2 separate regions of the Rattus norvegicus genome follow, and region 1 is linked to region 2. Evidence: chromatin contacts called from public Hi-C data. All regions are on one chromosome and are shown on one strand. The core of a region is the stretch at or near the end of the contact, and the rest is flanking DNA. Distances in the headings are between cores, read along the strand shown. Region 1 holds the start of Sema6a (semaphorin 6A). Region 2 overlaps LOC134482946 (a long non-coding RNA gene).

Region 1 (4,777 bases), core at 1,775-4,274, 200 kb before region 2:
TAAAACTTAAATCTTTGACACCTGAGCATTTGCATCCTTTAAGACACTGGGGTGGGGGTGGGGGAGCGGTTTAATAGCAAGTGGATTTTGAAAGCACAGATTTAAACAGAAAAGAAGTTTGGATAAGATGGGTGGGATCTGGACAGGTTTCTCATCCCCAAACTAGGCTCTCCTGACTCCCCCAGGATTTCATACCAACAGGGTCAGAAGAGCCAGCCCTTTCTCCCAGGCGTTTTATTTTAAAGCACCAGAGCTTCTCATCAAATGTCTAGATATGTTCTTTAAAGGTAAGCGGGGTGAGTTTACCTTTTTTAGTCTTATTTCACACACACACACACACACACACACACACACACACACACACACACACACACACCACACACATGCACACACAAACCTTTTTAAGTAATACGAGGGAAGTGGATGTGGTCACGTAAGCATCTCTTGAAGAAAGTCACTCCAGGTAGCTTCTAGCCCTGACCTCATTCTTGACAGGAAGTCACCTCTTTCCTCTGGGCCTCCATCTGACCCCTATAAAATGTGACCTAAGGACTCATGTGGACGATGACAGATATGCTTGTTAATGCTTACTAGGCAGTGAGTGTCCTAGATTCTCTGTTCATACTGGCTAGTCCACAACATTCCTGAGAGGGGAGTAAATTAGGAACCCCTGGGACAGGTAAGTCAACTGTGGCTCCAGAAAGATGTGATTTGCCCGGGATAACCAGCTAATATGTTATCTAACCCCTGGTGGCCTCCTGAAACTTTCCACCGTGCTACTAAACTATAAAATGAGCTGTTTTCTGCTTTTTGTTTTTTTAATTCTAACGTTCTGTGTGGGTTTTGTTTTGTTTTGTTTTGTTTTTTACTTTCATTGGCTCTTTCTCTTGACTATCAGGGTAAATTGCAGACTCTAAGAGCTTTGGAGGGGCAGAGCTGTTGTTGAAAAGTTAAATCTGGCTTTTGGTAGAGTCTGAGACAGTGAAGGGGAACCGGCATCATGAAGTTTCTATGGTTGGCTTTTCCTGGTTCCTAGAGCATCTTTTCTCTGGCAGGTGTAAAGTAGCATCACGTGGTAAGAACATCGGGCGAGTAATTGGATAGTGAGCCCTTAGGATCTAATAATTGCCAGGAAGATTCTGGGTGGTATTTCTTTATGGTCAAAAGCACGTTCAAATTCTTTCCCTCTTGTATCCCACGATTTTTAAATTAGGTAAATTTAATCTCTCTCCTCATGGCTCGGTGTTACTACAAGTTAAACATGCGAGTATTAATATTGAAAATAATTACCCTTTAAACAATATCTTGAAACACGATGTGGGGCACTTCCAATATATCCATAAAGCAAACAAGACAGCTTAATTGTTTGTTTCTCCAAGGGAAGGAGCTAAACCGGAATTAATTTGGTTCTGTCTGTGAAACAATTCGTTTGCTCTGCCTAATTCTGCCAATTAAAGAACTTTTCCCAGACATAATTAGCATGTAAATCAGGCGTGGGTAGCGAAGAGGGAGCGTTGGCCACCAGCACGGGGTGGAGATGCGGGACGAAGAACCGATTGCCCCTGAGTCTGTCCATCTTTAGCCTAAATCTGGGTGTTAGAGAAGTCTCCGCCAAGAGAGCTTTTCCCACAAAGCCCCAGAGTTAGGAGGACGACACTTGGAGACAGCCCTCACCCAAGCCTCCAAAGCCTGAACAAGACAGTCACCTCCCATCCTCAATATTCCAGAGTCGCGCCCAGAGCCTCAGGCGCTGCGCGCGCACCTAGGGCCGCGCCCCCAACCACGGCGGATCTGTATCAGCTTTTGCTGGTCTGGGAAGGGTGGGGATAGCAGCCCCTGCTGGTAGTTTAGGAGAACAGCAGAATTGATTTTCCCATTTAATCATTCGGCCCACCCTTTCCCCAGGTGGTTTTGTTAGAGGAAAAAAGCCCAAGGGCGGGGGAGATGTTGAGGACGTTGTCACGTAGTCGTTTTTCTTTCCTGAGCACTCATGAGCAGATTTTTGCACACACAAGAACGCAAAGCAGGGAACGCGGACTTAGTGGCATCAAGCCCCAAATTGGGGAATAGGTACAATTTCTAATATGAAGCTTCTCAGCCAACCTGGGTCTGAGACTCCGATCCTCCTCCCCTCTGGCTTTTCTCCGCTGACCTAACGTGCAGTACAGATTGCTCCGGGAAATGCTCGGCCACCCGGCGTTACTTTCTTTGAAAGCTGTGGCCTCGGTGGGCACCATCTGCGAGACCTACTCTGGTAGCAGCAGCCCTGGCGCGCAGTTGTTTGCGGGGCGCAGCCGGCGCGGCCGCGAGAGCGCCGCGGCTGGGGGAGGGGACTGTGGTGCGGCCTGACTAGTTGGCACAAGCCCGTAACTGCAAGACTTCTTGCCTATTGTAAGTCCAAGCAGCGGAGAGAGGCCGTGCCTGCCATTCTTCATGCTTCATAACAATAGAACCTTGGAAATGGTTGCGATTTCCCTTTTCCAAGAAGCTGTTGGACTCCCTTTGGTATTGTTTGAGTCTTATTTCTAAAGTTTACTCATTTCTAAGAACAATCCTCACTGCGGACTTTGAAACTAAGATAGTTTAAAACAGATCGCTGTCTTTAACCACGTTCTCAGCACAGTAGTTTATGTGCTTATTTAGCGAATGTTATGACCGAGTGTGTGTAGGAACTATTTTTAACCACATCGTCTTGTATCTAATTCATCTGGGTAGGAAGAGGGTCCATCACTTCCAGAACCAACCTCCTCATACAGTAATCAGAAATAGAAAGATTCGCCGACTCTTTTTAAAACTTTTCCATTTAAGAAAATCGATGGAGAAACTCTTGTAACTCGCTCCTCACCAAGTCTATTTTTATTTATTTTTCTGATTTGGCAGGGCTCAGCAATGCTGTCTGGGATATCTTTTCTTTTTCTTCTCCCCCCCCCACTCCCCCGCTAGAGCAGCTGTGGGGGTGGGGAGACAGGGGCTGGGCTTCTCCTAGAGTCGCCCCGCTGGGACCTCCCGGGTGAGCGCCCCGGGGGAGGGAAGTTGAAGTGATAGGAAGCCCGGCTGTCGACTCGGCCCAAAGCTCCACCTGCAGCCGCACCGCAGCAGGTCTCCTCTTCCTTTGGCTTGCGCTCGCGCTCTCTGCCTCCCTCTCCCTCTCCCTCCCTCGCACACACATCACAGCTCTCCTTAGGGTCGGAGGAGACGCCAGCCCAGGGAGGCGGGGTTGCTGGAGGAGAGTCCGCTCTGCGCAATCCAGTCCGGGACTTGGCTCCGCCCGGAGCGTCGGCCTCTCCAGTGACACAGGAGTAGTGAGCCGCGCGGGGTGAGGCTGCAGCCAACTCCGCTCCCCACGCACTCGGCTGCCTAGGCGCTCGGGACGCGGCAGAGGCGCTTTTCCGCGGTGCCGACTGCCCGAGATGCCCGCCTAGGAGCGTGCGGCCGCGGCCAGCGTCGCCACACCCGGGACACTGCACTCGGGGTTGCAGAGCCGCCCAGAGCCCTGCACCTCTGCCTCAACCCCTACCCCGCCCCCCGCCCTGAAATGACTAGTTAATGGGCGCTGGCACAGCTGAGGGGACTCAGAAGTGAATCCAAGTGGAATTTGGATTTGGAAAAAGAGTTTCTTGAGCATTTACCCTGGTCCTCGCTGGTTTTCTTCCTTTTCTGTTTTCCCCCCTTTTCTTTTCAGTTTTTTTATTTTTAAAATTCTTTTTGGCCTTCCTCTCACCTCCTCTTCTGTCATTGGAGATGAACACAGCTCGCTTGCATCCCAGAAAGTAATCGCCGTGACTGTTGCCCCCAAAGAGACAAGCACACATGTAGGAATGACAAAGGCTTGCGAAGGAAAGAGCGCAGCTCAAGGCCCAGAGAGATCTTCTCGATAATGGATTACTAAATGGGATACACGCCGTGCCAGTCCGCTCCGAGCCGCGGCCGCCTGCCCGTCGATGCACCGAAAAGGTATGGCTATGGCATCCCTGGCGCCCCATCTCCTGGATCCAGGCTGGGGTGAGGGTCCCGGGGTTACCCCGGGTGCGCTTTGTAGTGCTTGTGTTTGATTCGGTCTCACGGCTCTGCCTCCTGAGCGTTGTCCCTTTCTTGGGGGAGTAGCCCCGAGTCTTGCCTTCAGCTCTTTTCAGTCCTGAACCCCAGAGACCCCGGGCTCCATGTCAGGAGCTTCCTCACCCGCGTCGCGCACACCACCGGCGCCGCCCCGGACCGAGACCGAGCGGGTGGCTGTCCTACCCAGTGGGGTGTGCGTGTGTGTGTGTGTGTGTGTGTGTGTGTGTGTGTGTGTGTATTACCCGAGTCTACGAGCTCACTCTTGGGCCAGTAAGGAGGAGAGCGGCCCTGGAGGGTGGGATTCTCTAAAGCGCCTGGTCCTGGTGGCGATTGCTGGGGAAGGGGAAAGGGTTCTGCCTTCGAGGGATAAAAAGGGTTGGGGAGTACTCGGCTTTTTGTGTCCAGCCACAGGTTTAGGCTCTGATGTGGGAGAAATGGTTGTGCGGACACGGTGGAGAGGAGATGAGGATCTTTTGTTATCAGTGCGGGGTCTGGGCTGGGCTTGGTTGAGTGCGTGAAACTTGTAATGGCCCTGAGCATCTGCGCGCCCTGTCTCTTGGTGGGATCCACTCTCCAGTCGCTGCTGGCACCAGAGGTTCCGGGCTTTGTTTGCAGGAGAAAGTGCCTAGGAGCAGTGTCTTCCTACCGCGCGGCGCCCCCGCCCTATGTCCTGTCCCCTGCCTCAGCTCCCACTCGAGCAGGGCACCATTTGTCGCAGCTG
Region 2 (4,248 bases), core at 1,375-3,874:
GTGCTCTCCTGAGTCCCTCCACTGCAATATAAGTGGTTTATGGAAAGTCAAGATTTCATACAGTGCAGGCAGGCAGTCCCTGAGCCTTGGGGGCATGACTCATAGTGAGTCCTAGGCTTTTGTTGTTTCTTGTATCTTGTCTCTAATAAATAAACTTCATGTAATGTGTGTGTCTGTGCATGTGCGCATGCGTGTGTGTGTGTGTGTGTGTGTGTGTGTGTGTGTGTGTGTGTGTGTGTGTGCTGTCTCAGTGGACTCGGTTGGAAGGCAGTGCACAATGAACCTGCTTCACAGAAAGGCTCTTCACTTTATATTTATATTTAGGAAAACACATTGAAAGTGTGCAGGAACTCTAAATCAGCCTTATGAAATATCCTGCAAACCAAAACTAATGTGAGGTAATTAGGTCAATTTGCAAAGAAAAGAAGTCTTAATTATCCCACAAACATATACAATATGCAAGGTTCTTTAAGCTAGAGTGGAAATAAATACATGATGGGAAGGCACAGCTGTAGTTATGATAATTAATAAACAATCTGATTGACCACTGCCAGTCAATTCTGAATACAGAATGGGGTTGGCCGACTTGCTTTGCATGACTGTCTTCTGTGGTAGCTTCTGTTGTTCTCATCTGACAGTTGGAAGGACTTGTACATAAAGAGGCTAAGTAGCTTACCTAAAGGCAATCACTTAGGCCAGAGTTTGTACCCACAAAACCTGACTTCAGCACTGACATACTTAACCACTGCACTAGGGAGCTAAACAATCATTGTGTGCTGCAGAAATGACGGATGGGGTCCTTAAAATAATCTACAATAAGTAACTATGGGAATAGAAAAGAGGTGGAGATTAGCCAGGAGGCAGAGGGATTGGAATCTCAGCCACGGCTCATGAAAGAGGTGGTATTTGTGCTCATCCTTAGAAATTGGTGGCTTTAAAATGCTGGAACTGTCAGATGAGCTTTGCAGGTGGCAACCAGAGTCCCAGCAGCAACAAGCAGCAGGGGGCTTGTAGAGAAAGAGTAAATTGTCCAGCAAGACAGTTAAGGGAGAATCTTTCACAGGCGAAGAGGAGATAGTATGTTTTATATTCTGAGCATTCTAAGGTATGATTCCCTCACACGGGAGTGTATAATTGGCAGAATGTCAGAGCATATGCTGGGGTGCTAGCAAAAGTGACAGGGCTGGGAACACTTAGTGATGGGTGTTAAAGGAGGGAGTCACTCCTCTGGCATGGCTCTCGAAACTCTCCTAGGAAAGCATAACTTTTAATAAGCTGATGCTCGAAGCTGGCTCAGTTCCTCTTTTGTTTGCTTTTGTTTCTTGAGCTGAGGTCTTGCTATGCAGCCCTGACTATATTTCTACTGGCTATGTAATCTAGGCAGTTCTTAAACTCATGGAAATTCTCATGCTTCAGCCTCCAGAGTGCTGGAGTTACAGTTCAATTTTTAAGGTGAGGTGTCATTAAGTTCCAAACAGAAATGACATGGCTTAGAAAGCTCCTTAGACAAGTCATTATGTCCTCTTTCTCTAGTCCCTGCGAATATGTGCCCTGCTGGAGAAAGATAGAAGCTTGCTCCCTTAAGTTTAATGGCTTGTCATATTGCTGAAAAGACAATTTGTAAAGCAATATGGCCTCTGGTGGACTCTTTAGGACAGCCCAAGCCCCAGAGCCAGAATAATTTACACAAAGAACTACCATTTTACAAGTCCAGACAATTTTTAATAGAAGTGGAATGGGAAAACTGGTCTACCTGGGCCTTGCCTGCAACTCCCGCCTTGCTTCTAGGAAGATGCACATACTGCTGAAGGTCTCAGTGGTCATAAAATTGAAAAGTACAGTGAGGAAGAAGGACAACATGTGAGGTGACTGTCAGTGGGGAGCACAGGAAGCCTAGAATAAACATGTCAAGAGGAGATGAAATCCTGAGTGATGTGTATTATTGGCATGGGCACAGCCATGTTAAGGACCCAATGCCTCAGACATATGTCAGAATGGCAAAACCTTCCGAATACAGATCAGGCTCAGAACTGTCAGTGTGTACAAGTACAAACGTTAAATGACCGACTAGTGTGTGCAAAACAACAACAACAAAATAATCAGTAGCTGTGGCTTCCTCCTTTCTGACGCTTACAGCCTGAAATTGCTGATGCACAGACTGTCCAGACGAGCAAATCCCCCCCACTGTGCTGTTCACAATAAACTCACTGAGGTTTTGAATTGAGCACCGATAGCCCACCTGATCCTGGCTTTTCTGAACTTTCTGTACTGTGTCTGTCCTTTTTCTCAGTCCCTAGCTTCCTCAGGCAGTTTTCCATGACCATGCCACACAGGACAGGGCAGTGGTTCACACAAAGTTTGGATTCTTCATTAAGAGTAAATGTCTAATGGGAGGAGGGGTGGGAGCAGATGGTAATAAGATAACATCAAGTGCTTCCACTTCCTCTGGCTTCCTTTTCGTTGTCCTCATGGGAGTTCAAAGGGTTTTGTTTTGTTTTTGTGTTTTAACAAAGGAAGCTAGACAAAGCAAAACATAGAAATCCCTGGCACAGTGTATGTAAGCTGTGTGTAAGCAGGAGGGGAGGATGCTGTCCTTGCAGAAGGGCAGCTGGCAGTCTTCTCTGCTCTGCTTGGATCGGTGGCTAAGCAAAGGAATCAAACCAGCAAAGAGCAACAAGACTTCAGTTCTTGCGCACGAGACTGTATCAGGCAAATTAATTGGACTTCTGCTCTCAGCCAAAACCTATCTCAACTCAGAGCATGACGACATGAAAAAAGGCAGCACGCGCCAAGTTGCACATTCCATAATAAATTCTCCATCCATGCCGGGAAAAATAGATTTTTTTTTACATGCTCATTTTTCAGACATCTTGGGCATACTGAGGTGAGAGCATTAAGAAACAGCAGAACTCAGAATAGCTTAGTATTGCGTAGGAGGGTGATAAAATTATGGCACTTTGAATTGTGACAGACACTGAAGTTGTGTTTTATCACCCTGTGAAAGCATGCCTTGGGAGGTTCACTGTCTCTAACATTCTTTCTCCATACCCCCAATGTTTTCCTCACATCAATATGTACATTGTCACATATTTTACTTAAAATCTGGATGTTTTCCCTCATGTTAGCTTGCCACAGAGTCACACGAGCCTTGTTGCTCAGGGATGACTGACTCCTTGTCCCTGATCACTGTGCTAACCTCTCTGGTTACAGGACCAATACTAGAGACACCTCTCACTTTATACTTATCCATGGGCCTTCTCCTTCAAAGACCAGGGCCCTGTTAACTTTTTGGGGTAAACATCTTCCCCAATCTGAGACACAGAGTTCCCTGTTATCTTCTGTCTATCCACAGTTCTCAGAAACCAGGCAATATTACCCGCTGAGCTGAGAAGAAAGTACCTCACATCCCCCCACCCCTCCCAGCAACAGCAACTTGAAGCAGCTTTTGTATCGTCAACATGTGAAACAACAGTTTTATATCAAACAGGTTGTTCCTCCAGTTGCAGCCATGCGCACAAACCCTATCAATTGTGGCCATTGCAGAGAAAAGGAGACTCCCTCGAGGGACCTCACTAAAGGTTCTCTGAGGTGAAGATTGCAGTTGCCGTATGGAGAGAGATGGTGAGGATGATGGGAGGAAGACAACCATAGGAGAGCAGATGTCAGAGCTCAAGAGGCCTCTGTTACCAGCCAGAATCTGATTGGCTGAGGGACAGTGCAGATGATGGTGAGGCATCCGGGCTCGTATCTTTGATGAGACTGCCTGAACGCTCCCCAAACAGAGTTATTGTACCTCATCACAGACTGGCCGTTAGTTATGTTTCCCATTATGAATGAAGACTGCAAAGCATGAATGATGCGTTTCCTTTGCTCAGCTCCGCTGTGCTAGAGCCGACATTTCTACCAGCCTGAATCTGCACCTGTGCCTGCAGCTCTATCAATTTCAGATCTATCAATTTCCACTCCTAATTGCTTAAAACTGCCTAGTCAGGCCTGGATCATGGACTCCTTCTCAGGAAGACATCATTGTACAACCTACACAGCTAATCAGATGCTAAACTCATGAATGCTTCTTGTTATTTGACTTCCGACTAGTAAAGGAAACCCCTTAGACTTTACACCCGCTAAATTATAAAGAGGCACCTGCTAGCTAAGAGCATGGCTTTCCCACCCAGAAGCGCAAACCGTAAAGAGAGCACACAGTATTGATCTCACACTGTGTGCTTGATACCACTTTTCTTCTTAATT

Evidence for each region. Hi-C and Micro-C count contacts between places; a contact is called where the count stands out from the background.
Region 1: a contact with region 2 is called in a Hi-C map of psoas muscle, with 2.5 times the contacts expected there. The contact joins the promoter of Sema6a here to the enhancer-like site in region 2. A contact is called at or near these places in 3 of 12 Hi-C or Micro-C datasets (the A7r5 cell line, mammary epithelial cells and psoas muscle) and 1 of 1 datasets of contacts at active chromatin or transcription factors (oligodendrocytes).

What each region holds. Positions count from the first base shown.
Region 1 is chr18:42,356,787-42,361,563 of GRCr8, reverse strand. Sema6a (semaphorin 6A) reads left to right here and starts at 3,024. Exons shown (of 19, transcript NM_001108430.2): 1 at 3,024-3,954.
Region 2 is chr18:42,155,902-42,160,149 of GRCr8, reverse strand. It overlaps LOC134482946 (a long non-coding RNA gene), which reads right to left. Exons shown (of 2, transcript XR_010059701.1): 2 at 1,156-4,248. Among named protein-coding and RNA genes, the nearest start is that of Gapdhl4, 32 kb to the right of the region's middle. Within about 2 kb of position 2,624, at least 10 of the 93 cell types and tissues checked have an H3K27ac peak or open chromatin away from gene starts, as enhancers often do.